Linked DNA regions of Mus musculus: regions 2, 3, 4 and 5 are each linked to region 1. Evidence: chromatin contacts called from public Hi-C, HiChIP or PLAC-seq and promoter capture Hi-C data. All regions are on one chromosome and are shown on one strand. The core of a region is the stretch at or near the end of the contact, and the rest is flanking DNA. Distances in the headings are between cores, read along the strand shown.

Region 1 (5,095 bases), core at 1,077-3,576:
CGAGCAGTGTCAATATACCCTGCCACAACCCAGATGACCCTCTGCACAGACACCAACTGAGGATACGGCACTGGCGTGGTTGATGCCAACGAACACGGCAATACAGCGCATAACGCTGGCCCATTCTCTCTTGAACTTGTGTGGTTCTCCCAGGTGACTGTCAATACAGGGATACAGTAAACCGACAACAGCTGTTTAAAGAAAAACAAAACAGGATTAGGATACACTGGTGAAAATCAGTCCTTGTGTGGTCATTATTAGTAGGATCCAAACCACTTATTTTCCTCGGCAGTTTGTCACCTGTAGCACAAAGTATTACCTTACATACACCTGTAAGAAAAGGCTGTGGGAAGGCCACCCCACACTGCTCTCTTTTTCTCAGCCTTGACCTGGCCCCAGTGAAGACAAGTCTCACACTGTGAGGAGGGTAGGGTCTCAAGAAGGGAGAGAGGCTGGACAGGTCTCCTCGAGTTTGTTTTCGCATGTGTGAAATGAGGATTATGTAAGTAAAGTGGAGGGCAAAGAAGGTTCTGTGGTTCTCAGAGTTAGGAACTGTCACAAACACAGATTGGACTCCAAAACATTTGGACAGCAGAAGTTGGGCACTCCAGAAGACACAAAGAGAGTAAAACCCAGGAAGGGAGGGACTGTCTGCAGTACAAGTGGGAGCAGTCTCATGGACACAGGGCACAAGACCTCAGTCAGGCTGCCGTCCCACCTTGTCCAGTGTGAACACAGGCACTCAGCCTCAGTGGTGAAAGCAGTACCAGTCCAGCCTCATATTCAGATGAGAAACTGGTTTACTGGGTTCCCTTAAACTTTCATCACAAACATGATGCTTCATGTTGAAGATAAACTTTCAAATTCAAAGAGCCTTAGGTTTCATATGTAAGGAAAAGAGAATTCAAATCTCCATCTTATTCCCCAAGGAACTTTTAAATGCTGGGGATAGTAGTTTGGTGGCAGATGATTTGCCTAGCATGAATGAGGCCACCCCCAGTCCAAAACAACCAAGAAGCACACAACTGTCATGTGGCTGACCCTCATAATGCTGCAGGTGAGCCTGAGAGCAAGCAGCCTTGGAAATCAACAGTTAAGTGTCCTGCATCCTACATTTAACCCATGACTCAGCTACAGCACAGCACCCAAGCCCAGCATATAAAGCATAGGCAGGCAGTCAATAAAAGCTGGCTTCAAAGCAGACAGGCACTGCTCCTGCTGTCCTGTGGCTGCAGATTGGAGGAAAGATGCACCTGAGCAAATACTGCCCACCTACACAGGACAGGACAAGGACAAGCAGGGCTGAGGGGGGAGAAACACTTGACAAATGGTTATCAACGCTGTACACTGTAAACTATGCAGGATCTGTTGGACTGTAATTACTCAACACTTTTGGCAAAAAGCAGCAAAATGATCAAGGAAAGAAAAAAGACTGTGGCACTGTTACAAGTTTCGTTGGGCCTAAGAGGTGACACCATAGGTGTGCTTAGGCCCAAAGGCTCCTTTTTTCCTCCTGTCCCAAGTCTACTGGGCACGGAGTTCCAGAAGGTTTGGCTGATAGCCACAATCTGCAGAAGGCAGAGAAGTCTGTCCCCTGGCAACTGCCTCTTGAGCGCACGTGATGGTTTGTTTTCAGTTATCCAGCGAGGTAGCACGTTTGCTCAGGCAGCCAATAGCTGCGTGGTGCTGCCCTCACCAGTTCTCCAGGCGGCCAATCCTGGCTTCTGGCTCAACGAGACAGCTGCGACTCCTCCACTTAAACTGCCAATTATCTCCTGACCTCATCTCCATCACTAGTCCCTCCAACTTCCGCCTGTCGCTCGCCAACGTCTGGGGTTTCCTACCCTCTCCGTTCTCCTTTTCTTGTAACAAGGGTGACTTTAACAGCTGACGTGTCCCTTCATCCCCCTCCCCCACCCCAAGAACAAGGAAAGGCACTCACCCGCTGCCGTGCCACAGCACGGGGGCACCCACCAGGCGGAGGAGAAGATGGTGGCTATCACCTCGTCGGGGAAGAGCGTGACATTCCGCTGGATCTGCAGCAGGTTGAGCACCAGGGCCAGGACCACGCCAAATGAGAAGAGCACTAGGCTCCGCTGCACCAAGTCGTGGTGCCAGCTGCCCGGCCGCGCGCTGCATCCTGTGGTTCCCGCTCGCTGGCCCCGGGGCGCGTGCTCGGGTTCGGGGACTCCGGGGCCCTGCGGACAAGCGGCCGCCGCAATCATGCCTCGCGGGAGGCTGTACGGCCTCGCAGCGCCCGCGCTTGGATAGTTCCAGACGTGGTCGTGCAGCCTGGGCATCGGCGTCCAGGCACAGCATGGAAGGTACACGCCACGACACTACACGTACCGCGCCCGGACGGCCCAGGAGCGGCCGCGGCCCCGCGCGGTTTCCGCTTATAAGGCAGGCTGCCACCGGAGCCACGTGACCTCACCCAGCCTATCCGCCGCCCGCGCGCCCTGCTGGGGGGCGTGTCTTCAAGCGGCCCCGCCCTGTCCGCGCGCCTGTCCGCTCGGGGTCTGGTGAGGCCGCCGGAGCCAATGGGAGGAGGGCGGCCCATATGACGTATGCACACGCCACCGGGGGGGTGGGGCTGGTGCCCGGCACGCGCTCGAGCGCGCGCTATTCGGGCAGGCGCCGGGGCGGGCACCGGAGCGGGCGGCCAGCGAGTCAGATGGTCCGATGCTGCCCTATTGCGCTGCCGGACCTCGGTTTCTGAGATAATGAGGTCCACGCAGGTCCGAAGGAAAGGACCCGGAGCGCAAACCCTCCTGAGTGCTTAAAAGACCTGGGATCGCTTGGGCTGGCTGCTAATGGCAAGTGCTCTGCAGGTTCACAGCTCAGACCAGGGCTCCCCTAGCCAAGACGCCACCGGCTAAAACCACAGGGTGGTGAGCAGGCCTGAAAAGGCACTGTGTGTGTGTGAGACCTTAGGTAAGGAATGTGGCTTTGTGCCAAAAGTGTAAAACAAAGTCACCCTCCTAAGCAGGCTGTTTCTCAGAGATCATGGGGGCTGTCATTTTCCCAGCGTGACACGGGTGTGGAGACCTGGCTGTCTTTCCCTCACAGCCTGTCCACTCCTCTCTTAGGCGGCTCTATGCGTTGTTTGGAAGAGCTTGAAGCAGTTTTGACTTCAAGGAATGTTGCAACTTGGGTCTTCGCCATTTTCCACACTCTGGCCAGTCCATGCATGTGAGGTTTCATGGGCATACACACACGGGGGTTGGGGACATCAGTACTGTATGGTGTATTACAGCAACATGGGAGCCTTTTTGACAGCAAGAAAGCAGGAGGGCCTGCCCAGCTTCAGCTGATAGGAAATTGTTAAAGGCAGTGAGTCTCTGCTGTGGGATGTAGCAGGTGCTGCCTCTACCACCCATCATCAGCTGCAAGTACTCTAAACAGATGTTGAGAAAGCGACACCTGTGTAAATACACACAATTTTGCCCCCAAGGAACAGACACATCGCTCATAGGAAACTTGGCCCTAAGGAACAGACATGCCAGTCACTTGCAGGAAGCTGGCTTGATGGGACAGTCCCAGACCCTGCACCCACGCCCCAGCACCAAGCATCTGTCTTGTGAGCACTGAGATGTAATTCAGTCCCTTTTTCTCAAGCCATTTTGCTTGTCTTTACAGACTCTCCCCCGGATTTTTTTCCTCTTGTTATAATTCTTACCAAGTAGGCTAAGAGGTTCTAATAATACTTTGTGTGCTTTTGTGATGCTTGCCTGGGGGCAGGGGTTGATATCTTCAGACAATTGCTCTGTTACCAACTTGGTTGTTTCTTCTGCTTACCCAAGCCAGTATTAATGCAGTCTAACCTCTGCTGCTGCTTGACCAGCTCATCTGCACCGGGACAAAGCAAGCTGTGGGCTTAAACCCTGGTGGCTGTTGTGGTATGCAGACCAAGGTGCCCTGTGGACCATGAAGGATACACCCTGTGGCCTGGTTCTCTGGGGGTCCCACGGGGGCTGCTATGGGCTCATGAGCAGTTTACCTCACTTTCAGTGAATGTAGGGTGACGGTAGAGAAGAGTTCAAACTGAGGCTCTTGGAGAGGCTGCCTGCCTATCAAAAATGATACCCAAGGCCTGCTAGGTTTTTGTTTTTGTTTGTTTGTTTTGTTTGTTTTTAATGCATACTGGAAATGGAAGATCAGGGGTCCCTTCTCTGGCCCTGAGGATGAGTGGGGTTGCTAGGGAGATGCTTTTGAGGTGGAGCTCCTTGGCCCTTCACTGTACCACTTCATGTTAATCATTACAGCTTTGCTGATTGCAGGTGCTTCCATCTACTGAGAACTTACCTGGGAGCCACCCATTGCTTTTTATCTATATCTCTGCCATTCTTCCTGGGATAATACCAATGATCATTTGTGACTTAATTCTTAAAACGGACTAGATAAGGAAGTAGATTGGCTATTTTAATGTAGTCTCACCCCTTGCTCACTGTAGACTGTTCAGAAAATAGAATCATATCTGGGGTGAGGTAATGACTTGGTCAGTAACGTGTTTGCTGATTAAGAATAAGAAACGGAGTTTGATCCCTCAGAACCCACAAGGAGCCACATATGTAGCAGTACATGTCTGTCCCAGTACTAGGGAGGCAGACAGGACCCTTGGAGCATGGTAGCTGGATCATACACCTAAAACTGAGCTCTGAGTTCGGAGAGAGACCTTGTTTCAAAAAGAGGTGGAGAGCAATTGAGGAAGACTGCTGAGATCTACCCCTGACCTCCACTTGCATGTGCACAAATGCACCTGGACACACACATGCCAGCCTTCTCCCCTCCACTGAGCACAAGCTGCGGTTAACATATCAGCGAGAGTATGCATTTCTAAGTGTGTTTCTATGCAGAAGCCTATGTGGCTTTGTTAAGTGTTTATTTTATGAAGGCTTATAATTTTTAATGTGTGTGTGTAAATATATGTGTGTGTGTCACATGCATGTAGGTGGCCAGAAGATGACAGATCTCCTCAGACTGGAACTACAGATAGTTATAAGTCACCATGTGGTGCTGGGACCACACCTGGGTACTCTGCTAACCATCTCTAGTCACCCTGCTTCTGGTTTCTAAGCGCTTATTTATTGTGTGT
Region 2 (5,095 bases), core at 1,316-3,815, 390 kb after region 1:
CTTCCTTTTTTTCTTTATTGGAAACCATGGTGATGACCTAAAAGAGAAATGTGTATCTGAATATTCTCACTGTCTTTGGCATGAAGGCATGTGTCATGCATCAAGGCCTTGCCCAGGATAGTCCACCCGAGCCCATGTTTTCCATAGACAGTTTCACTGATCCTAGAGACTGTCCATTCACAAAAAATTAGGAATTCTGTGTCTACATAAATCTTCTTTGTCCATCACAAATTTTGTCTGAGGGCTGGTAAGATGGCGCAGTGGTCAAGAACACTTGCATTCATCCAGAGGACCTGGCTGTGATTCCCTGCACCCACACTGTGGCTTACAAATGTTTGTGGCTCCAGTTCCTAGGGATCAGATGTCCTCTTCTGGCCTCAGAGGGCACCAAACATGCATGAGGTACACATATGTACATGCAAACAAACATTCATACAAACTAAATTTTGTCTTCAAACAGAAACTTTGGTCACTTTAGGATGAAATGGAGCAGCCATTACTAACTAGTGGTTAAGTTGACTTATGCTGTTAGTCATCATATAAAAATTGAGCTTCCCCCACTGTAAGCAGCATGTGAGGGGACTGAAGGGCTCCCCCTGGGATGCTGAGTCAGCTTCTGGGATGCTGAGTCAGAGCTGTGACAAAGATAATAGCATCTGTGTATCAGCATCAGCATCCTTTTCATAAACATGTCATCAAATCCATCATGATAATAGTAGCAATGTCATTGTCATTGTCACCATAACCACCATGACCAGCAGTACCAACTATTAAATCCCGCTCTAACTCTCTGGTCATAAACAATTTGATCCCAGGGCTAAACAAGATGGCTTAGCATGTAAAGGCACTGCTGCTAAGCCTGACAATACAAGTTTAATCCCTGGAAGTCACATGGTAGAAGGAAAGAGCCCTTTCTGCCAGTTGTCTTGTATTCCCCTTACATCCCGGACACAAAATAAATGCACTAAAATAGAATTTAAAAATTAAAACTGAACTTGATGCCAACCTACAAAGTAGGTGTCATTATACTCCAGGGTTATGGCTGCCTGCACTCCCTGGTTTGCACACTTCCCCTCAGCCTTTGCTGTTCCATGCCATTTCCTCTCACACCAGTCCTCCTCTGGCTGCCCCTTTCCCTCCTCTTCGTCTGTCACAAACAGCCACTGCTCAACTGCCTACAGCTTTGCTTCTTGGTTCTGTAATAAACTATCCTGAGAACAGCAACTTCAGGAGGAAAGGGTAGAGGCTGCAGAGATGGCTCAGTGGTTACGAGCACTGCTGCTTTTCCAGAGGTCCTGAGTTCAATTCCCAGAAACCACATGGTGGCTCAGAACCACCTATAAAGGCATCTAATGCCCTCTTCTGGCATGCAAGTGTGCATGAAGACAGAGCACTCATACATTTAAAAAGAAAGGTAGAAAGAAGAAAGAAAGAAAGGTAGGAAGAAGTAAGGAAGAGAGGAAGAAAGAAAGGAAGAAAAAGAAGGAAGGAAGGAAGGAAGGAAGGAAGGAGAAAGGAAGGAAGGAAGGAAGGAAAGAAGGAAGGAAGGAAGAAGGAAGAAGGAAGAAGGAAGGAAGGAAGGAAGGAAGGAGAAAGGAAGGAAGGAAGGAAGGAGAAAGGAAGGAAGGAAGGAAGGAAGGAAGGAAGAAGGAAGAAGGAAAAAGGAAGAAGGAAGAAGGGGTCTATCCAGGTTACTGACCCTCATTGCAGGAGGAACTTAAAACAGCTGGTCACATGCCCAGTTGAGGGCAGGGAGAATAAACGCATGCGTGTTTGTGCCCAGCTCATACTTTCTCCTCATTCAATCCAAGGCCCAGCCCGTGAAATGGTGCTGCCCACATTAAGGATAATCTTCCTACATAATTAGCCCAGTTAAGGAAACCTTCACAGACATGCCCACAGGCCAGGCCAGGCTAGAAAATCCCCCCGAGACTCTTTCCTAATGTGATTCTACTTTATGTCAAGCTGACAGTTAAACAAGTGCTTCCCTTTTTGTTTGTTTTGGTGCCACACTGTACCTTCTCCTATGCCCTTCATACTTCTGAACTGTTCACAGGTTCTCTAAGCCCTACCAGAAGGTAGAGAGGACCAGGCCTGAGCTGAGGCACTAGGGATATGCTGGTAACCAGCTAACCTTCTTTAAAGGTTCTTCCAATTTTTCTTCTCCTAGATTCTGGACTCCCTGAGGGTGGTCCTCCCTGTGTTTCATCTTCTTGTGTTTAACATTGAGCCTGGTGTCTGCCTCACACTCAATACCACAGAAGGACTTCTCAAGACCAGGGTTCAGTTCTGTGTCCCCTAGTGAGTCAGACGCATTCCAACCAGGTGGTGATGTTCATGCATGGGGAAACCCTGACACTAAGAACTAGGAAACCATGTACAGCCCAGCAGGGGTTCTTGTGTAGAGCAATGTGCAGGGCTGCAGCGCCCTCTTGTGTACAGGCCGTACCCAGGGCTTCGGCATGGAGATCTATGGGATTTCTGCAAAGGTTCAGCTTCACTGTGCACAGAGAGCAAACTAAGCAGCTGTGGTCCTCTGACAAGTGCAAGGAAGACCTGGCTCTCAGCCACTGCTGGGTACTGTGGGACTGACTCATCTGTGAAAGGTGGGGGTAGGGTTGGCTGCTGTGGTGGGAGGAGGTGAGCACTGGCCTCCTGTGGATGCTCTCCCAGTCACCCCATACATCCCTAAGTGTGTCAGCACCCGCCAGGGGCTATGCACCCAGAATATCTTGGCTCCAACAGATTTCCTGTGACACAGTGGGGGAGTGCCTTGCTGTCAGTCCCCACAGGGATGTTCCAGCACCCACAGAATGGAATGCCAGTTGGTTTTAAGTGTCCTCTCCCACCCCTTTAAACCCTTTGGTGGTGGTGGTATCCTCTCTCATCATAGATCTGGGTCCACACACAGAAGATTCTCAGCAACAAGCTGATGTAAACAGGAGGGGAGGTTACGGCTGGCTTAGGGGAAAGGTGATGTACACGGGAGGGGAGGTCATGACTGGCTTAGGGGAAAGGTGATGTACATGGGAGGGGGCACACCAGAGCAATCACCACAGTCCCTGCAAGACCCGCAGAGTCAAGGCTCACTGCAGAGACCAGATCTCATGTGGCCACTTGAAATTCCAGCTCAGCACCACCAGGATTTCTCTGGGGCTTTCTTCTATGTTCTCATGTGTTCAACCTCCATGCCCAATAACAAGGAACTTGGCTCTCATTATCACTGACATCTAACTCATCAAATCCACCCCCTGAGTGAAAACACTTTCAGCTATCATATGTGTGTGTGTGTGTGTGTGTGTGTATGTTAATCCTAACACTTCAGAGGCAGAGGCAGGTGGATCTCAAACTCTGTGAGTTTGAAGCCAGCCTAGTCTACATGGTGAGTTTGAGGCCATCCTGGTCTACATAGTGGAACTTTGTTTCAGAAAGAGGTAAGAAGGGATAGGAGTGACACAGGTGCAGTATTTCTATGTGTCCCTGCAATGAACAATATTTTCTATAACTCCTGCCCCCTAAGCTCTCCCACCATGTTTGCCTCCATATTCCATGTTGCATTCATTCCTATGGGTACCATGACATTACACCCTGGCCTATCTCTCACCATGGGTGGGCCCAGAGGTAGAGGACTACCCATATCACTGGGCTGGGCTTAGTCATTCCATGCTGGACTGTTCTGTGAGGATGCATGCTCTACCCCTGCCCAGGAAAGGCTTTGGGTAAGAGAATCAAGGAGAAGGGAGGAGAAGGAATGATAAGGGAAAAAGAGGCGATGAAGGTAAGGGGGGGGGGAGGAAGGGAAAAAAGAAAGAAAAGAAGAAAGGAATAGGGCACTTGTGATTTCATCATTCCATGGGTGCCTTCACATGTGTCCGAGACCGGGTGAGGTACAGCACCCACCCTGAGTGGGTCTCTGTGGCAACTCTTAAAACAGCAGACATTACCATTCCAAATGGAAACACATTATAACACAAAACTTCTTGTTACTATGGTTTAAATAATCTGTTAAAGAGTGGTGTCTAGGGGCCTGGAGGGGTGGCTCAGTGGTAACGAGCACTGACTGCTCTTTTTGAGGTCCTGAGTTCAATCCCCAGCAACCACATGGTGACTCACAACCATCTGTAATGGGATCTGATGCCCTTTTCTGGTGCGTCTGAAGACAGCTACAGTGTACTCATAAATATAATAAATACATGTTAAAGAGAGTTATGTCTATTACAATGGCTATCTTTTATCACAGTAACAGAAGAGTAACTGATACGGTGATGAAGGCACTGAGTTTGCAGAGAACGTCCTGAAATATGGAGGGGAAGAGAACCTACAGCTGGCAGGTGTCCTCTTGTCTTTGAAGATAATCTTTATATCTCTCTATTTATAGTCTTACTCTGCTATTCTGCATATACACTGGGTATGAACACACTGAAGACATTTCTACCCACAATAATAATAAGAGGCATGATCACTGAGGGTCCAGCATCACATCTCTGAGACCTTACCTGTAACTCTCAGCAGCTGCCATAGTCGTGAATTTGTGAAGACCCAGTGGCTTGAGGACAGGACTGTGAGACTTAGAGAACCTCCTCTGGTACCTCGGGATCCTACTTTGAGTGGATATATGTCACACTCTGCTCACTGTGGGTCATGTGGGCTGCAAATGCTTCATCTGGCAAAAGGCTCTCTTCCTTATCTGAGTTGTTGCTGCCATTTAGGAATTCAGCTCTATACAGAATATAGATTCTGAGCATCTTTTGGCAGATTCAGGGAACTGAGGTCTTGTGAGCACAGACTGGAGCCAAATGAGTGGCTTTCTATAAACACATCTGTAATGCCAATGCCTCCTTCCATCATGCAGGCTGGAGCTCACTTTTCTCATCACTTCTCAGAGTAGCTGGCTCTCAGCCTTTCTCCCCCCCCCCCAACCCCAGACAGGGTTTCTCTGTATAGCTCTGGCTTTCCTGGAATTCACTCTGTGGATCAGGCTGGCCGTGAACTCAGAAATCCACCTGCCTCTGCCTTTCAAGTGCTGGGATTAAAGGCGTGTGCCACCACTGTCCAGCAATTCTGCCTTCTTTTTAATGAAGACATGGGAGAAATG
Region 3 (5,095 bases), core at 1,512-4,011, 400 kb before region 1:
GGACGGAAAGAAACAAGAAGAGTGAGAGCCTGCAAATGCCCAGCAGGAGGAATAGCTGAACCTACACAAATGAGAAGTAGCCTCTGGGAGTTAAATGGCTGGCCCCACCAGGCAGAGATTGTGCTCTGGAACCTCTTACAGGCACAGGGAGGGGCCCAAATGGTCTAGAGGGGAAAGCAAAGAGAGGGAGCCATCTGGTGTCTGGAGGTGGAAGGCAGCGAGTGTCTGGTGTCTGGGAAGTGGGGAGAGGGTGGGATTCCCCGGGAAGGAGGCAGAGAATAAAGGCCACATTTCTTCCTGTGGCCAGCCTCATGATCCCGTTCTCAAGACAACAAATATGAACTGTGATTGCTTTTATCCCAGCATTTCTGCAACCTGGAACAGGAAGCAAGCTGTCCCTGGGTACGAGGAAAAAAACAACAGGGTTTATAGTAAATCTTTACTTTCCTTCTAAAGATCCTTCCAGACTCCAGGAAGGCCGGCCCTTATCAGGCTCTCTTGGAATTAGCATCCATTGTCCCTAGAGATGGAGTGGGGGTGAGCAATGGGCCAGAGCAGAACCAAGTCACCTCCTTCTTCACAGCCAAAAGGGAGGTGACCATGTCTGGGCACTCCAAGGCCAGCTGTGCCCACATAGAACACTGGCAGCTTAGGGGTTTGTTTCCAAATCACATCTGCAGGTATTCCAGGTCTCCAGGTTACAGAAATGCTTGGATAAAAGCAATCACAGTTCATATTTGTTGTCTTGAGAACAGGATCATGAGCCTGACCACAGGGAGAAATGTGGCCTTTATTTTCTGCCTCCTTCCCCAGGAAATCCCACCCACTCCCCACTGCCAATCCAAAGCTGACTAGAGCTGTCTACAGTTGCATGATCCATTCACCAGTCTATATTCAAAGACATCAAGAAGAGAGTGCTGGTCAGCATACACAGAGAACAAGGAAATACTGAAGCAAAATGAGGCTCCAGGATGCTCAAGTCTTGTCTAGCCCACCACCGGCTAGTAATATGAAAGCCACATGCCAGGCAGGCCCACTCTTCTGGATCAAGAACAGTGGGTCCCCTTTGTATCCATTTTTTCTAGTTGATGGGGGATGTACACAGAGGATACAGGCTGGAGAGTCTGGCTCTTATTTGGTCTTCGTGAAGCTGGGACCAACTCCCACTAAGAATCTGTACTTGGTCCTCATAAATCAAAGGATAGAAAACTCCAGAGAGGGCAGGTGTGCGGGCTTTAGTCAACCCTTCCAAGCCTGGGATGGTGAGGCTCTGCCATACTGCCATTGAGACTCACAGTAGACAGTAGCAAGCACTTTCCTCGCCTCACACTAACTCAAAAGCAACCAAGTTTCTAAGTCCTCTGAAAACCCCACTGCCAGCTGAGCTTCAGGTTTGCTGGGCTCTCCCTGCACTGGGACAGGATCAAGAGCCAGAGGCTGGTCTCATGGGATAACACTGGAGGACTCGGTCCCTAAGCAGGTATTCCATTCCACATAAATAGTTCGCCCATCCTAGAGGAATCTTGCCTGTGAGTAGGATGGGAGAAAAGCCAGAGCAGATTTCTATGATCTATAAAAACAAAGCGTTTCACATTCTATTTTTCTGGTTCAACTAAGACTTTTCTGGAAATTTTTCTTTTTCCTGAAAGAGTGTTGGACACCCCAAGAGTAGTGACCTCTAGACAGCATATCCTCTTCTAAGATGCCCCTTATGGCCAGAACACTGTCCTCTAGATCCCTAACACCTTCAGTCTGCAGGCCCTACACCTAGCCAGCTTCTTTCCTTGAAAATTAGCTTGCAAAGCTCCTGTGAAATACAACTGTGTTAAGGAGCCTGAATTCCACATCAACTTACCCCAGCCCTGCACTTTGCTAGGATAGATTGGAAGGGGTTCTTCACGCATGCAGCCTTGCCCACTTTCAGTTGCCCCAGGCAGATCACCTCTACCCACCAAGCACACACCAGCTGCCCTCCATGCTGGGGTGCAGCACATAGACCCACTGAACCTATGTACCCCACCACATTCTGCAGACACTCTTTACCTGCCCCTCAGCTGGGATGCATCCATCCACCTGCAGAGGCTTGAATGTGGTGCAGTCAGTGAGATACAATAAAGGACAGTATTTTAGGGCACTTAAAACAGCAACTCTTTAGGTTGTGGCCACCTGTGATTATCCTCTATCTAAAGATGCTAAATATTCAGGAGATGCTCAGGTGAGCTGTTTTCACAACCCCGTGACGTCTGTCCTGTACACTCACATCTGGGGATGGGGTGTAAATAAGGCAAACAGGAGGGAGGCAGCGTTGCCCTCAAACAATTGAGAGGCTGTTTTATGGTCAAAGCTTGTGGGGGGGGGGGGAGCATCTGGACTGTCCTTTAAAAACTTATGCTGGCTTTAACCAAAGCATCTTCCATTTAGAGAAAGTAAGGGGGAAGCAGCCCTGAGCACAAAGCAGGCAGTGCGGGGTATTTTTCCAATAAACAGGCCTCCTCCCTCCCACCCACCTTTACCTTAGTAAAGACTTTCTTTCTTTCTTTCTTTCTTTCTTTCTTTCTTTCTTTCTTTCTTTCTTTCTTTCTTTCTCTCTTTCTTTCTTTTTTAAACTGGAAGCCTTCAGGTGAAAATAAAGCCACAGCAGCCAGAGGGGGGAGAAATGTAGTCTTTCTCAGGGTTAACATCAGAAGACAAGCTTGTGCGGCTTGGCCAATCAGATGCGCCCCTGCCAGCTATAATATAGTGCGAAAGGCAGCCTGTCTCACAAGCTCTCCAGCCTTGCTACCATTTAAAATCAGGCTCTTTTTGTCTTTTAATTGCTGTCTCGAGACCCAACTCCGATGTGTTCCGTTACCAGCGACCGGCAGCCTGCCATCGCAGCCCCAGTCTGGGTGGGGATCGGAGACAAGTCCCCTGCAGCAGCGGCAGGCAAGGTTATATAGGAAGAGAAAGAGCCAGGCAGCGCCAGAGGGAACGAACGAGCCGAGCGAGGAAGGGAGAGCCGAGCGCAAGGAGGAGCGCACACGCACACACCCGCGCGTACCCGCTCGCGCACAGACAGCGCGGGGACAGCTCACAAGTCCTCAGGTTCCGCGGACGAGATGCTGCTGCTGCTGGCCAGATGTTTTCTGGTGATCCTTGCTTCCTCGCTGCTGGTGTGCCCCGGGCTGGCCTGTGGGCCCGGCAGGGGGTTTGGAAAGAGGCGGCACCCCAAAAAGCTGACCCCTTTAGCCTACAAGCAGTTTATTCCCAACGTAGCCGAGAAGACCCTAGGGGCCAGCGGCAGATATGAAGGGAAGATCACAAGAAACTCCGAACGATTTAAGGAACTCACCCCCAATTACAACCCCGACATCATATTTAAGGATGAGGAAAACACGGGAGCAGACCGGCTGATGACTCAGGTAGAGACCCATTGCGGGTGGGAAACAGACTCCTTCCCGGGAGGGGGGGGGGGTGCGTGTGACCAAGCAGTCAGCCCTGCTCTGTTTGCTCTTTGGGCAGGTAGGAAGGCGGCTTGCTCTCTCCTTCCCCACCCACCTGCCCACCTAGCACTCCTCTTCCGGGAGGAAAAAGGAGGTGAAGGGTCCAGCAGGAAGTTTAGGGTTTGCTGGAATGGGGCACCAGAAGATGGGGTTCTCTATCTTATTAGTCTCATTTTATTAGTCTCATTTAATTAGTCTCCCGGGACGACCTCCTCTAACTACCTGTATTCTAGCTTGAAACTTAGAAAGACCTTTACTCTGAGGGAGTCTGCCCTTTCCAAGTGGAGGCAGAAAATGGAGGGAGAGGGGATGCCCCTATACACTTCAAAGGGCCTCCAGGTCACTGCAAACATAGCCTGGAGCATTTCGTCCCCTAGCTCCTACCTTTTCCTTTTCTGTGTTTTTCTCCCAAGACCACCCCACCCTTTACCCCACCACCACCAAAGAACTGTAACTGAGAAAGCCTGGGGGCAGTTCTGACAAAAGGCAGGAGCTCCAGAGGCGCCCGTCTTGTCCCCACTGTATCGCGTAGCCTGACTGCGATCCCATCGTCCTCAATTGTGCCGGTCAGAGAATGTATTGATATTTCTTTAAGGATGCTCCTCATTTCTCCAGAGCCCGCGGTACCTTAGGGGAGGGACTTGGAACTTGCTGGCTTTGCAATCGCTTTAATTTTTAACCTGCTTGCATAAGAATTAAAAGCGAATAAATATTCGGCGACGAGGGTGGATGGACAGACGGCAAAGCAAAGCACGAGCCTCTCTTCCCATCCCACCTCCTTTGAGATTTCCAGGCTGCCAATCTCCCAGCCAAATCGAGACTTTCTGAAACTCCATGCACGTATGACTGGAGCTGGAAATGGGTTTCCTTGCAAATATAGGTCAGCATCCTTTTTACTGCCCTATTAAAATATTCAAGTCCTACCTTTAGGGCTAGGTGCGCCGAGCGGCTGGCGGAGCGGCGCTGGCGGGGCGCAAGTGCAGGGGGCGGGGGCTGGAGAAAACAAGAGTGGAACAGCCCGCGCGACGCGACGCGCATCTCGCCACCGGGTACCTGCTGTATGGGAAGCCTAGGAGACTAGCCTTAGGGTGGCGGGCCAGAACTGGAGCAAAGAGGAATCGTGGAGACTGAATACAGGGCTGTTCTCCCTCCATCTTCTCCCTCCATCTCCCTCATCTGCTCCCGACCACCTTAAATCTGGACCGCGAGTGTGGGCGCGCGCGCGCGGGGGAGCCGGAGAGCTGCGCGAGCTACAGTTAACTCTGCGCGGACCGCGGGGCGCCCGACTGGTGTGGCTTGAAGGAGCGAGTTCTCTCTCTGGCTCCGGGCACCCATCCCCTGGTTGGGTGCCCCGGGGGGGGGGGGGCGTCTCAGGATGAGGAGGTCCTTGGAAAGGTGTGAGGAGGTAAAAGATTACTGATGCAAAGAGGCCAGGCGTGGACACGTAGGGTACCTCAGCCCGGATGGGTCTGCAGGGGGGTCTTCGGCGGTCTGGCTCCGGTGCCCAGAGCGCCGGGCCTCTGCGTGTCGCAGAGCTGCAAGAGCGCTGAGCCACGGTAGACGCCTTTCAGCTCCACTTACTCCTGCGTTATCGATCCCGGGACTAGGGTTGC
Region 4 (5,095 bases), core at 1,847-4,346, 360 kb after region 1:
TGGCCCAGGGACTGGCAGAGAGGCAGACACTGCAGGGTATCACAGAGATATCCACAACACATGGAGTAGTTGTGTGTAGTTGCACCGCTGGTGGACCTGAGAAGAGGCTGCAAGTCTGAAGACTGCCCTGAGGGAGCCGTTCTGAACACCACCTACTTTCCCAGGAGCCTTAATCTAGCAGCAGAAATAAAAAACAAAGGTCGTCCCTGGTTCCTTCTGCTGCAGTGCTGGGGAGGCCTGGGAGCAGAGCTGGGTGTTAGCAATGCTCCTACAGGTCCTCTGTTGCTTTCCTAAGGGAAGGTGAGGATGTCAGGGTTCAGAATTTGGAGATGGGATGACAGCAGAAGGCAGAGTAATGAGGAGGAAGGGGCTCTGGGAGCTGCAAAGGAGTGGAGCCCTCACAGGGAGGTGAATCACACTGGCACTCAGCTGCAAAAGCTGGGTTTTGCAGAAGTGCAGAAGTGCACAGTGGCATGTTGGACACAATATCCAGAGCATAAATGCAATTCTCTGTCAGAATAGACTGTGACATTCTCAGGCAAGAGCTTTTAAAATTCTTCTCCCTCCTGAGACCCCTCCCCCTTCATTTCTTCCCTTGTTCCCTTCTCGGATCTGTGACAAGAGGAGGCCTCTCTGGTCTGGGGTGGGTTGGAAGGAATTGAACTCACAGCCCAGCCTGTTTCCACATGTGACTGACTCCAGAGATGGATGGAGCTCCGTCCTGGACATCAGGGACACCACAAGCACTTCTGGATTTGATGGGGACCTGGGGTGCTGCGGTGAGTGGTCTGGGGTGGACCATATATGTTGGTTAGCTGCTGTTACATCGTGTTTCACTTGGGGCCCTGTGAGAGGGGCGTCCACAGTGACCCCCCCAAAGCATGCTTACTCTTGCCTAAGCTGTGTTCTGGATGGTGCTCTGTTGTCTATGTCAACTCAAGGTCCACTGAAGGGACAGTTGATAATTCAGTGCAGGCAGCCTTCCTACACAACTGGGCTCATTCTCTGTTCTCTAAACACCCACACCATTTGCTTTCTGTTGTAAATGAGTTGTCCCATTGAGTTCACTGTGTGGTTCCACTGTGCCACTTGGGGTCCTTACTTCCTGCTCCTGGGAGTGTACAGCCTGCAGGTGGCTGAGTCATCTCTAGGCTGTAGGGCAAAAGGGTATTTATATGCCAACTCCATCAGCAAGCCAGAGCAGATGCAGAAATCTTGGAGATGGCCCAGGAAGGTACCTACAAGGCATATAGCTCCACCTGCCCCTCCAGTGAGTCTAGTCTGCTTTCCCTAAGCCTGGCCACCCTCAACTCTTGAGACAGAGCATGTCCAGTGACTATGGATCAGACAGAATCCTCGCAGAAACTGAAGCCTGCCCATGACTGCAGAGATGATGGCAAGAGGGATCTGCATGAAGGCCTTTGGGTACCTTTGAGCTTTGTGGGTTTAAGCAACTGAGCTGTCCTGGCCCATTTGCTAGAGAACCTAGAAAGGAGATGAAAGGAGATGAGGTTTTTTGGACACTGGGGTTTTCTCTAGAGTTAAGGACAGTGGGCAGCTACAATTCTAGAGTCAGCCAGTGAGCTGGGAAGCATGTGAAGTGTTGGTAACTTCCCAGCTGCTGCTAGCTGATTCCAGCAAACAGGTTGGATCTTATAGTCTAGTGTGGAGTCAGTGGCTGGAGTGTGAAAGAAGAGAGGCAGGAGGAGGGCAGTGTCAACACCCTCGGGATGCATTTCTCCAGTTGCAAGGACACTGCCCACAGCCAGCACCAAGGTAGGACACTGAGGAAGGAAGACAGCACGGTACAGAGGATAGAGGTGGAGATCAGAGAAAAGGCTCTGTCCTGCTGTCTTCAGGGGAGGAATCATAAATCTGTCTGTGGTATTGGCTGTTACCAGATCATCTTGAGGTAGTGGATAGTGAGCTGGAGATAAGGTGGTGGCCAAGCAGGGAGGCACCTGGGTAGAGCCGAGCTTCCATCCAAGGGTGACCTTTCAAAGGGCAGAAGAGCAGTACTTACTGTAATCTTCTACTTCAATTTTTCGATATTCAATCTTCGGCATCTGCCGGTCGTTGATAGCCTTCTGAACTTCCTCATTTGCTTCCAAGTCAAACATTCCTAGAAGTGGGGAAAGAAGAACACACTGGATTCTGGGGACTAGAGGGGCAGGTGGGTGGGCGGGGCGTTCTCACACACCTCCTACACTGCTTCACCCAAGCAGCCCTGGGCGTTGCTTACTGCATTACAGAGAGAGAAGATGAGATATCAGATAGCTCATTCAAGACCTGGGGCCCTAGTATCAAATCAGAAATATGGGCAGATCAGAGATCTCTATGCTCCATCTGCCCACCTCCTTTTCAGTATGGCATTGGTGTGATCCATTGTAAGTCTGTTGGGTTCAAGAAAAGCAATACCACTTATCTGTGGGGGAAAACAGCCACACCAACCAGGCAATGTCAGCAGAGAAGACACCAGACTGTGTGGCCTTTATCAGTTAACCCACTCCCAGATTTCTTGCTTTAACCTGTAAGTTATCTGGTCTTTAGAGACTTGGAGTTGGTGACCATAGTCACAGATAGCAATGTCCCAAGAGCAATGTTTTGCAATTTGAGGGCTTACCCCCTCATGCATGGTGGCTAGGTGACTGTATTGTTGGGTTATCTGCATGGCTCTTCATTTTCAGGTTACAACACACAAATACCACGTCAGAAATCTCTTCAGCTGGAAGGAAGGAAGCCCATTTTGCTCACCTGCTGAAATGGCTGTGCGACCCCATTTCACCCTCTCATGCCTAGTAAGCCCACAGGTCTTCCTTTTCTTTGCTTTCTTTAAGGTTACATGTAGGGTTGGCTTGTGGCTCAATGTAAAAGGGAACTGTTTTCAAGGGGCTCTGCCTTTAGCGTGTCTAGGCTAGGATCAGAAAATATTTTAAAGCTATGGTCCTATGAGGAACGTTGGGGTCTTTCATGAGCCCTTGAAAACAAAACCATCCCACAGTCTTGTTTCTTGAAGGCATCAGAGGTTAGTTAATTCATGGCTGCTGTGGGTAACACACAGCATTGTGTGACTCCACGATCTCCACCATCTGTGGGAGCAGGAATGGCATACTTTTGGTAGGGTGGGGCGGGGGAGTTCCTGTGCCTGTGAGGAGCTGATAAGCAGCTGAAAACGCTTGGCAAGCTGCCAAGCACACATGGCCGTCCAGCAGCTACGGCTTTCACCTTTCACCTTTGGCAGACGCTGGTTCTGCCTGAAGCTCCTTCCCCCTGCCCACCCCTGTGTGGTCTCTTGCCATCCTTCCAAGACAAATGAAACTGGACTGAGAGACACTCCAGGGGTTTCAGGAATCCAATGCTCTGTAAGGTGCCAGAGCTCAGCCTGCCTGAGGAAACCGAGGGATGACTGCTAACCATTCCCTGCTCCATGTGTGAATTCAACATCACAACGGGAAACGAACGTCCAGCAAATTGATTGTAGAGTCTTTGGCATTTGAGAGACTAATTACATATGGAAGTTAATGTTCAGTGAATGCTGGGATTCTGACCTGGTTCTCTGATAGTCCCAGACCCAAGCTAGTGTAAGAATCAGGGCATAGACTTAAGATGTTATGTCAAAGCTTCCGCTCATGGGTCCCCTTGTGCTGGCTGGGTTTGTGGCAACTTGGTACAAGCTAGAGTCATCTGGGAACAGGGAACCTCAGCTGAGAGAATGCCTTCATAAAACTGGCCTGCAGACAGGTCTGTAGTGCATTTTCTTGATTGATCACTAATGTGGGAGGGCCCAACTCCTGGTGGATGGTGCTATCCCTGGGCTGGTGGTCCTGGGTTCTGTAGAAAGCAGGCTGAGCACTCCGCGAGGAGCAAGCCAGTAAGCAGCACTTTGTAGGGCCTCTGCTTCAGTCTTTTCCTCAGGTGCCTGCCTGGAGTAACCTAGATGAGCTATAAGGTGAGATAAACCTTCCCCCCTGCAAGTTGGTCATGGTGTTTCATCACAGCTCTGCCTAAGACAACCTGGAAGAACCTTCCATGGTTATCACTCTGACTGACTATGTGACTCATCTAGGTATGGCATGGGGAAGGGACCTGGGGTGTGTGCAGGGAGATAGGGGTGACATGGCTGCACACATAGGAGCTCATGGGTATCAGCACAATCAGCAAAGATGAGTACATGGATCTCACTCAGCTTCTGCCACCAGGGCCCTATGGGAACTTCATCTGTGTGAGCAGGTAGGTGCCAGGACCTGCCCAGAGTCTCTCACAATTGGCTCAACTCTCCTTAAATGTAATTCACATGAGCTGGCTTTGAATGTCACTCTGCAATCTTACATGCTGTTTTGGAGGGAGAGGTTCAAACTCAGATCACAAATATGTGTGGCTGTCCACCCAGCGAGGCTTTCCTAGAGCGAGTGCAGAGATGACTAAATTCCCATTATCCACGTCCAGCCCTGTCAGTTCTGGCCTTGTGTGGGGCGTGGCAGGTTCTAATTCCTCAGTGACTATTCAGGCTGCCTTTGAATAGCTTGCTCCCCTCTATTGAAATCCCACTTTCTGCAGAAGAGCACCAAAGCAACAGACTATTAAATTTAGTTAAATATTAGATTTCCCATTTAATGATTGCCCACACAGCCGGGCTTATCAGCAGAGAACTGGTGGCCTCACGGGGGAGTTGGGTTAAGTTAGTTTATTTGTTCCCCTAATTGCATTCAAAGAGGGCAGGAGCTCAGAGGAGATATAAGAAAAGATCGGTGCATTCCCCGAGGACTCTGCTTCTGACTGCGGGGCAGCAGGGACCTCCAGGCTGCAGCACACACATGGCCACTCCTTAATTAAATGTGAGCCCCTCTAATATTTGGTGGAATTAGCTATTATCAGATCTGGACACAGTGAGCCCACAGAGACAAATGTCTACTCAGGAAGCCACTCCCCTGGCTGTGTGGCCTGCGGGCTGTTCCCACATGGCCCTGGGGCTTGGAGCAATCACTGCTCTGCCAAGACATTGGAAATTAGTGAACAAACTGCAATGGAAATCATAAGCAACTGATCTAGAGGGGAAAGGGCTACCTGGCCCTCAGGTGCAGGTTTCTTTTCTGTA
Region 5 (5,095 bases), core at 912-3,411, 340 kb after region 1:
TATCTGAATGTAATTTCTCAAAGAGAGCATCAGACTTATATTACAGAAGAAAACAAAGAAGTTAGGTGACACATCAGCCAAGGTACATTGAAGTTATCTGACACAAAACAAAAATGCATGCATAAAGATCAGCAGGAACTAGGCAGTGGTTAAAACTGAGATAAAAGGCAGCCCTTTCTAAAGTCAGCCATTAGGGAGCCAGGTGAAGATTTCATACCCTAGTCACAATTTATGCTATTCCTCTGAGCCTTGTGAAAGCTTGAACCAGGGGATTCTGCTCTTGCTGGCCTTTTCATGAATAATGCAATATTCCTCCTTAAACCACAACCCTCCTTCTTCCCAGGCCATTGTAAATTCCTGCATATGGAAGTGACTCGGCTATAATTCTAAGTTTGCTTTGTAGAACTTGTCCTGAGATTTCTAGCTCTTACCCAGTAAACTGCAGTGTCTGATTTCTTTCACTGTCTATCAACACTGGAGGCATTTCGTCTGAATGAGTAGCATTACCTATAATACAATACCGACTATTGCAAGGACAAATCTGGAGCATTCATGCTATGGGATACCAAGGCTCCAGGAGACTAAGTTTCCATGAAACTTTTTGCCTCAGGACTGCATCCAAGCTTTTGGGCCTGTCACGCAGACTTCACTGGAGTGGGTGTGGCACCCTGCTGTACAGGAGAGCTGGGGATTTGGCTTAGGGCTTGGTCCAGGCGACTCCCAGGAATGGTACAGGGGCCCAGTGCAGGTAGGAAGTGACCCTCTGACCTTAGGTACCTTAGGCACTTTCCTCATTTTGGAATAATGGGAATTGTCTCTAGATGCTTCTCCTGACCCCACTTTGCTGTCAGTCCCTCTGCTTTTCAAGTCTCCAATTTTACCCTGGGTAACATCAAGATGGATACCATGATCAGATGTCATCATAAAGATAAGACAGAGAGATGCTCAAGCATGTGGCTGATACCCAGGGGTGGGGAGGCCAGATTCACCACCCACTGATACTTCACTTAAAGCCCCTACTGTGACACTGGGCTTTCCACCTAAGAGAGGTTCCTGTAGAGCAGCCTTCCCAGAGGGTGTGGACAGAAGGCCTAAGAGAGTGAAGCAGTGATACAAAGCAGACCCAACCCTCCAGACCCTTCTGTCAGGCTGTCCTGTCATCAACACCCACCTGTGTGGGTGGCTTTGCTTGTTTATGTAGTATGTATACATATGGGGAGTCCAGGAGATCGAAGTCATGTCATCAGGCTTGACAGACAGCAGGTGCCTTTATCTGCTGAGACATCTCACTGGTCTCATATTAGGGTTTTTCTGGAAGGCACTTTGTACCAATGAGCAAACTCCCAGGGCAGGTGCTGGCATGGTCTATGTCATCCCGTGGCGGGATAAGGTGTGGGTTCATAGACTATTAGCTTTCTTGGGTGGAGATTGTTCTGCTGATTGCCTGTGCACTCCGCTGATAGCATACCCCTGCTCTCAAAGCCCAGGGGTGTTTTATAGACAGAACACGTGAAGGGAATTTCATTGATAAACAGACTTCTGGTGGCTCTGCCTACTGTGAGAGCTGGCTAAGGTCCTGCCGACTGTCCTGTGTGACACTAGTGGTCCTCAGCGGCTTACTGTGTGTCCACAAGTATGGCTCCATCTCCTCTGGTTGTTTCCTGGTTCAGGATGGATTAGATGGGGTCTCTACTCAAACAAAATGATAAGTAACCATGGGGTGTTAGTATTTTCTCTAGGCTCCACCCAACAGTTACCTAGCAACAGCCACGTACTAGCTTGGCTCACATATAAGAAGTCTCTCTCTCTCTCTCTCTCTCTCTCTCTCTCTCTCTCTCTCTCTCTCTCTCCTTCTCTTCTCTGTCTCCCTCCTTTCTCTGCCTCTACCCCCTTCACCAGGTCCCTTTACTGCAAATATACTCTTTTATAATAAGCCTGTCTTATGGCTGGTTCTCAGTGGCCCTCCCAGGTGTTCCCTTCTGCCTCACCGCCATTTTATAAAACATAACATGAGGCTCCCCCACCCCATGCAGTTAGGGAGTTAGTGACATCTGATGTGTTATTTATAGGGTCTGAGACACAAGTGGAACAGAGCAGCTAGCTTGCTGCGGTCACTTCTTTCTCTGAGACAGTCATGTGTGACACAGTTTCTGGGAAACACGAAGAATTCAGTCTGGCTGGAGAAATACCAGTTAGCAAGCATGACACATCACAGCGAGCTGAGCTATAGCTTGTCAGGGCAGGCGACCTTGGGAATTCATGTCTTGACTTTACACTGAAGACATAGAGGGGGCCTGGCTGCCATTTCTCTGGCTCTGTAGCTGCTAGCAGCTGTCAGATCAGTACCAGAGCTGTGAGATTCTATTATCTGATATGAAGCCAGCCCTGCCTGCCATTAAGGCACATTTAGCCATAGAAAACTGAATGTCAAGGCCTTTGCTGGTTTGTGTGACTCTGGCTGACACAGAAGAAATTGAAGGGCAAGCCAGAGCCACAGGGAGCAGAAAGGCCTGCAGGTAGCCATAGAACTTCCTCCACTGTCTACCCAGAAGGCCCAGTCATAGAGGGTTTGCATAGGTGAGACCTCTGGTGTCTTGTGACGAGGTCAAGGGAATCCCTGGGTCCCACGAAGCAGCTCAGGTCTGGCCTCCTGCACTGGGGAGGAGGTGAGTGTCAATGATGGAGTAAACACTTGTCAGTTCAGAACAATGTCTATTTGTGATCTAGTTTCAGAGTGTCAGAGATCCACTCGGTTCCTGTGTGTCTCCAGCTCAGAGTCTCTGTGATGGCATCAAGCTGGTTATGGCAACTGCAGCCCTCACACAGCACCATGGAGCTGGGGAGCACCTGCTCAAGTTCATTCCTCATCTAGCTGCCTCCTAGCCACCTGGAAATCAGGCTAGGACCATGGGCATGTTCTCACAAGACCAGTTACCCAGATTAAGTGGGAAGAGCCAGACCAAGGGGGAGAGAGGGGAGGGGAGGGCAGGGGAGGGGAGGGTGTCCACAGGAACTGTAGAGCTCTTGCCTTCTCTGAACACTCTCTTCCATCATGGCTGGCCTCATGATTACACTCCAGTGTGGTAAGGGCCCTCACAATATGTGAGGATCCCAGAAAAATTCTTGGGAGCTGACAATAGGGATCCTGTCCAATGCCTTGGCACAGTGACTGAGCCAGTAAGGTAGAGATGTGCATGATTTCAGACTCCCTGGGGGCAGCAAGGAGAGAAGTAGGGCAGGAGACAGCACAGTTGTGCTGAGATGGGCAGAGCTGCTCTTCAGCAGCAATGCCAGGCCTTGATACCTCCTGTACCCCAGTGTATTCCTCATTACCCTGACAACACTGGGGCTCTTAGGCAGGGGGCTCCTGTGCAGTCGCCCACTTCCTGGGTCATTTCACTGCCTACTTGGTCTCAGCCTTGACTTAAATGTTACCTTCTCCAGGGCTCCCCCGACAGCACCCCACCCAGCCGTCCTCATGCTTTTAGAAGTCATGGTTTGTAGAAGTCTGCCTGTTTTGCTCTAAGTCTGCTCCTTGACCTTTCTGGGCTCACAGCATCAGGCTCTGGGTACCTATTGTGGGAACAACACCCTGCACAATTGCCTGTGGTACTGGTATGAATAGCTGTATTTCAGGGAGTTGGGATCCCATGGGTCTTGCCCCTGGGTCTCAGCCCCCCCTCCCCCATGGGTGCTTCAGGAGATCACCACAGGATGTTTGATGACAGGTAACACTCAGATGACTCAGAATTCAACTCATAGCCACGGCCCACAGCCATAGCCCAGTTTTGAGTATTAAAATTTCTGCTTCCCAGCTGGAGACAACCCCAGTTCCTCTAAATAACTTATCTAAGCCTCATCGCCCAGAAGGTGGCCAGAATCCCATTACAGTGTCTGTGTTTAAATGTCTTCTTCCTGTTGAATCTGAACACGGGGACTGTCAGTCTCCTTGGGTGTCCTTTTTCTGGCTCCCATTCCATGGCAGCACTCCAAACCCAAGGCCTCCACATTTGCCACAGCAGTAAACAAGAAACACTTGACCCGTAGTGCCCGAAAGTGAGGTGCCCTCAAGGCCACAGTGCCTGACTGTAGTCCTGGCTCCTTGAGGACCTGTCAGGACACAAACAAACTCTATGTCTCTGCACATCAGCAGCTCCAGGCTAACAGAGGTTTTCTGTGCAGCCCCTGCTGTTTTTCTGTTTCTTTAACTTTACAACAACTCTCAATCCAGCTGCCACCAGTGTGCTCTGTTTCTCTCCTCTCCTCCCCTCCTCTTCCTCTTCTCCCTTTCCTCCTTCCTCCCCTTCCTCCCTCTCTTCCTTCCTCCCCTCTTCCTTTCCTCCCTCCCTTCCTCCCTTCCTCCTCTCTTCCCTCTAGTCCTTTCTTTTCACTTCTTTCTTTAAATTTATTTGTATCTGTGTAGGTGTCTTGCCTGCATGTATGTACGTGAAACATATACACACCTGGTGCCCACACAGGCCAGAAGAGGGTGTTAGATCCTGAACTGCAGTTCAGATGTTTGTGAGCTACCATGTGGGTGCTGGGAATCAAACCCTGGTCTTGCTGTAGAACAGCTAGTGGTCTTAACCATCTCTCCAGCCCCTCTTTATCCTCCTCATTCTCCCCACCCTCCTCCCCATCCTTTCTCCATTTTTTCTTTTCTTGTTTTCCCTGTGTCCTTGAACTTGTTATGTAGTTAAGAAGTACCTTGAACTCCATTCTCTCTCTTTCAAGTGCTGAGAGCCACCATTCTCAGCCCCCAGCTTATATGGGTTTTACTTGATGTATTCAGAACTCTTCCCACATCAATTTTGGGGATCAATGAGTATTTCAAATATGTTTTGCTAAAGACACTACACAGTTTGGTTTCTGGGCACAGAAAAAGTAGAGCTAGAACTGAGATGGCAGCCTGGCTGCCAGGGGGCAGGTCATCAGCCATCTTTCCAGCTGTGACATATGTCGGACCCTATTTGGCCTTGGTTTGGGCCTTGAAGACAAAGCTGAGCCTGGATCGTTTGGGAATAGCCATTTGCCTCTGCTTGAGACGGACTCAGCACGGCCTAGGTGAGATCACTGCTGCCTAGCTAGCGCGGCC

What was found. Promoter capture Hi-C pulls out the DNA fragments that hold promoters and counts their contacts. Hi-C and Micro-C count contacts between places; a contact is called where the count stands out from the background. HiChIP or PLAC-seq counts read pairs in DNA pulled down with a chosen protein or histone mark.
Region 2: a Hi-C map of cortical neurons shows a contact between it and region 1, with 5 times the contacts expected there. The contact joins the enhancer-like site here to the promoter of Insig1 in region 1. A contact is called at or near these places in 3 of 39 promoter capture datasets (embryonic stem cells, hippocampal neurons and liver), 5 of 484 Hi-C or Micro-C datasets (the N1E-115 cell line, cerebral cortex, cortical neurons and 1 more) and 3 of 115 datasets of contacts at active chromatin or transcription factors (differentiating embryonic stem cells, embryonic stem cells and extraembryonic endoderm stem cells).
Region 3: a contact with region 1 is called in a promoter capture Hi-C map of embryonic stem cells, with 3 times the contacts expected there. The contact joins the promoter of Shh here to the promoter of Insig1 in region 1. A contact is called at or near these places in 2 of 39 promoter capture datasets (embryonic stem cells and stem cell-derived epiblast-like cells), 1 of 484 Hi-C or Micro-C datasets (embryonic stem cells) and 1 of 115 datasets of contacts at active chromatin or transcription factors (embryonic stem cells).
Region 4: a contact with region 1 is called in a Hi-C map of erythroblasts, with 2.4 times the contacts expected there. The contact joins the enhancer-like site here to the promoter of Insig1 in region 1. A contact is called at or near these places in 3 of 39 promoter capture datasets (embryonic stem cells, hippocampal neurons and stem cell-derived epiblast-like cells), 1 of 484 Hi-C or Micro-C datasets (erythroblasts), 4 of 115 datasets of contacts at active chromatin or transcription factors (embryonic stem cells and fetal liver) and 1 of 9 other capture datasets (embryonic stem cells).
Region 5: an H3K4me3 HiChIP or PLAC-seq map of the 230-238 cell line shows a contact between it and region 1, with 11 read pairs. The contact joins the enhancer-like site here to the promoter of Insig1 in region 1. A contact is called at or near these places in 4 of 39 promoter capture datasets (cranial neural crest, embryonic stem cells, hippocampal neurons and 1 more), 1 of 15 datasets of contacts at CTCF or cohesin (embryonic stem cells), 11 of 484 Hi-C or Micro-C datasets (cortical neurons, embryonic stem cells, extraembryonic endoderm stem cells and 3 more), 17 of 115 datasets of contacts at active chromatin or transcription factors (the 230-238 cell line, T-cell acute lymphoblastic leukemia, embryonic hindbrain and 8 more) and 1 of 9 other capture datasets (embryonic stem cells).

Annotation. Positions count from the first base shown.
Region 1 is chr5:28,068,643-28,073,737 of GRCm38.p6, reverse strand. Insig1 (insulin induced gene 1) reads right to left here and starts at 2,326. Exons shown (of 5, transcript NM_153526.5): 1 at 1,943-2,326; 2 at 67-191. The coding sequence starts at 2,300. The region is part of intron 1 of Gm35223 (a long non-coding RNA gene); the gene reads left to right.
Region 2 is chr5:27,674,876-27,679,970 of GRCm38.p6, reverse strand. The region is part of intron 16 of Dpp6 (dipeptidylpeptidase 6); the gene reads right to left. Among named protein-coding and RNA genes, the nearest start is that of Paxip1, 110 kb to the left of the region's middle. Within about 2 kb of position 2,565, at least 25 of the 459 cell types and tissues checked have an H3K27ac peak or open chromatin away from gene starts, as enhancers often do. A contact at or near this core is called in the N1E-115 cell line, cerebral cortex and cortical neurons, where this site is marked.
Region 3 is chr5:28,464,767-28,469,861 of GRCm38.p6, reverse strand. Shh (sonic hedgehog) reads left to right here and starts at 2,761. Exons shown (of 3, transcript NM_009170.3): 1 at 2,761-3,401. The coding sequence starts at 3,099. 9530036O11Rik (RIKEN cDNA 9530036O11Rik) reads right to left here and starts at 2,878. Exons shown (of 7, transcript NR_015562.2): 1 at 2,514-2,878.
Region 4 is chr5:27,706,477-27,711,571 of GRCm38.p6, reverse strand. Dpp6 (dipeptidylpeptidase 6) reads right to left here. Exons shown (of 26, transcript NM_207282.3): 18 at 2,024-2,122. Among named protein-coding and RNA genes, the nearest start is that of Paxip1, 83 kb to the left of the region's middle. Within about 2 kb of position 3,096, at least 18 of the 459 cell types and tissues checked have an H3K27ac peak or open chromatin away from gene starts, as enhancers often do. A contact at or near this core is called in erythroblasts, where this site is marked.
Region 5 is chr5:27,729,702-27,734,796 of GRCm38.p6, reverse strand. No RefSeq gene overlaps it. Among named protein-coding and RNA genes, the nearest start is that of Paxip1, 59 kb to the left of the region's middle. Within about 2 kb of position 2,161, at least 24 of the 459 cell types and tissues checked have an H3K27ac peak or open chromatin away from gene starts, as enhancers often do. A contact at or near this core is called in the 230-238 cell line, cortical neurons and hippocampal neurons, where this site is marked.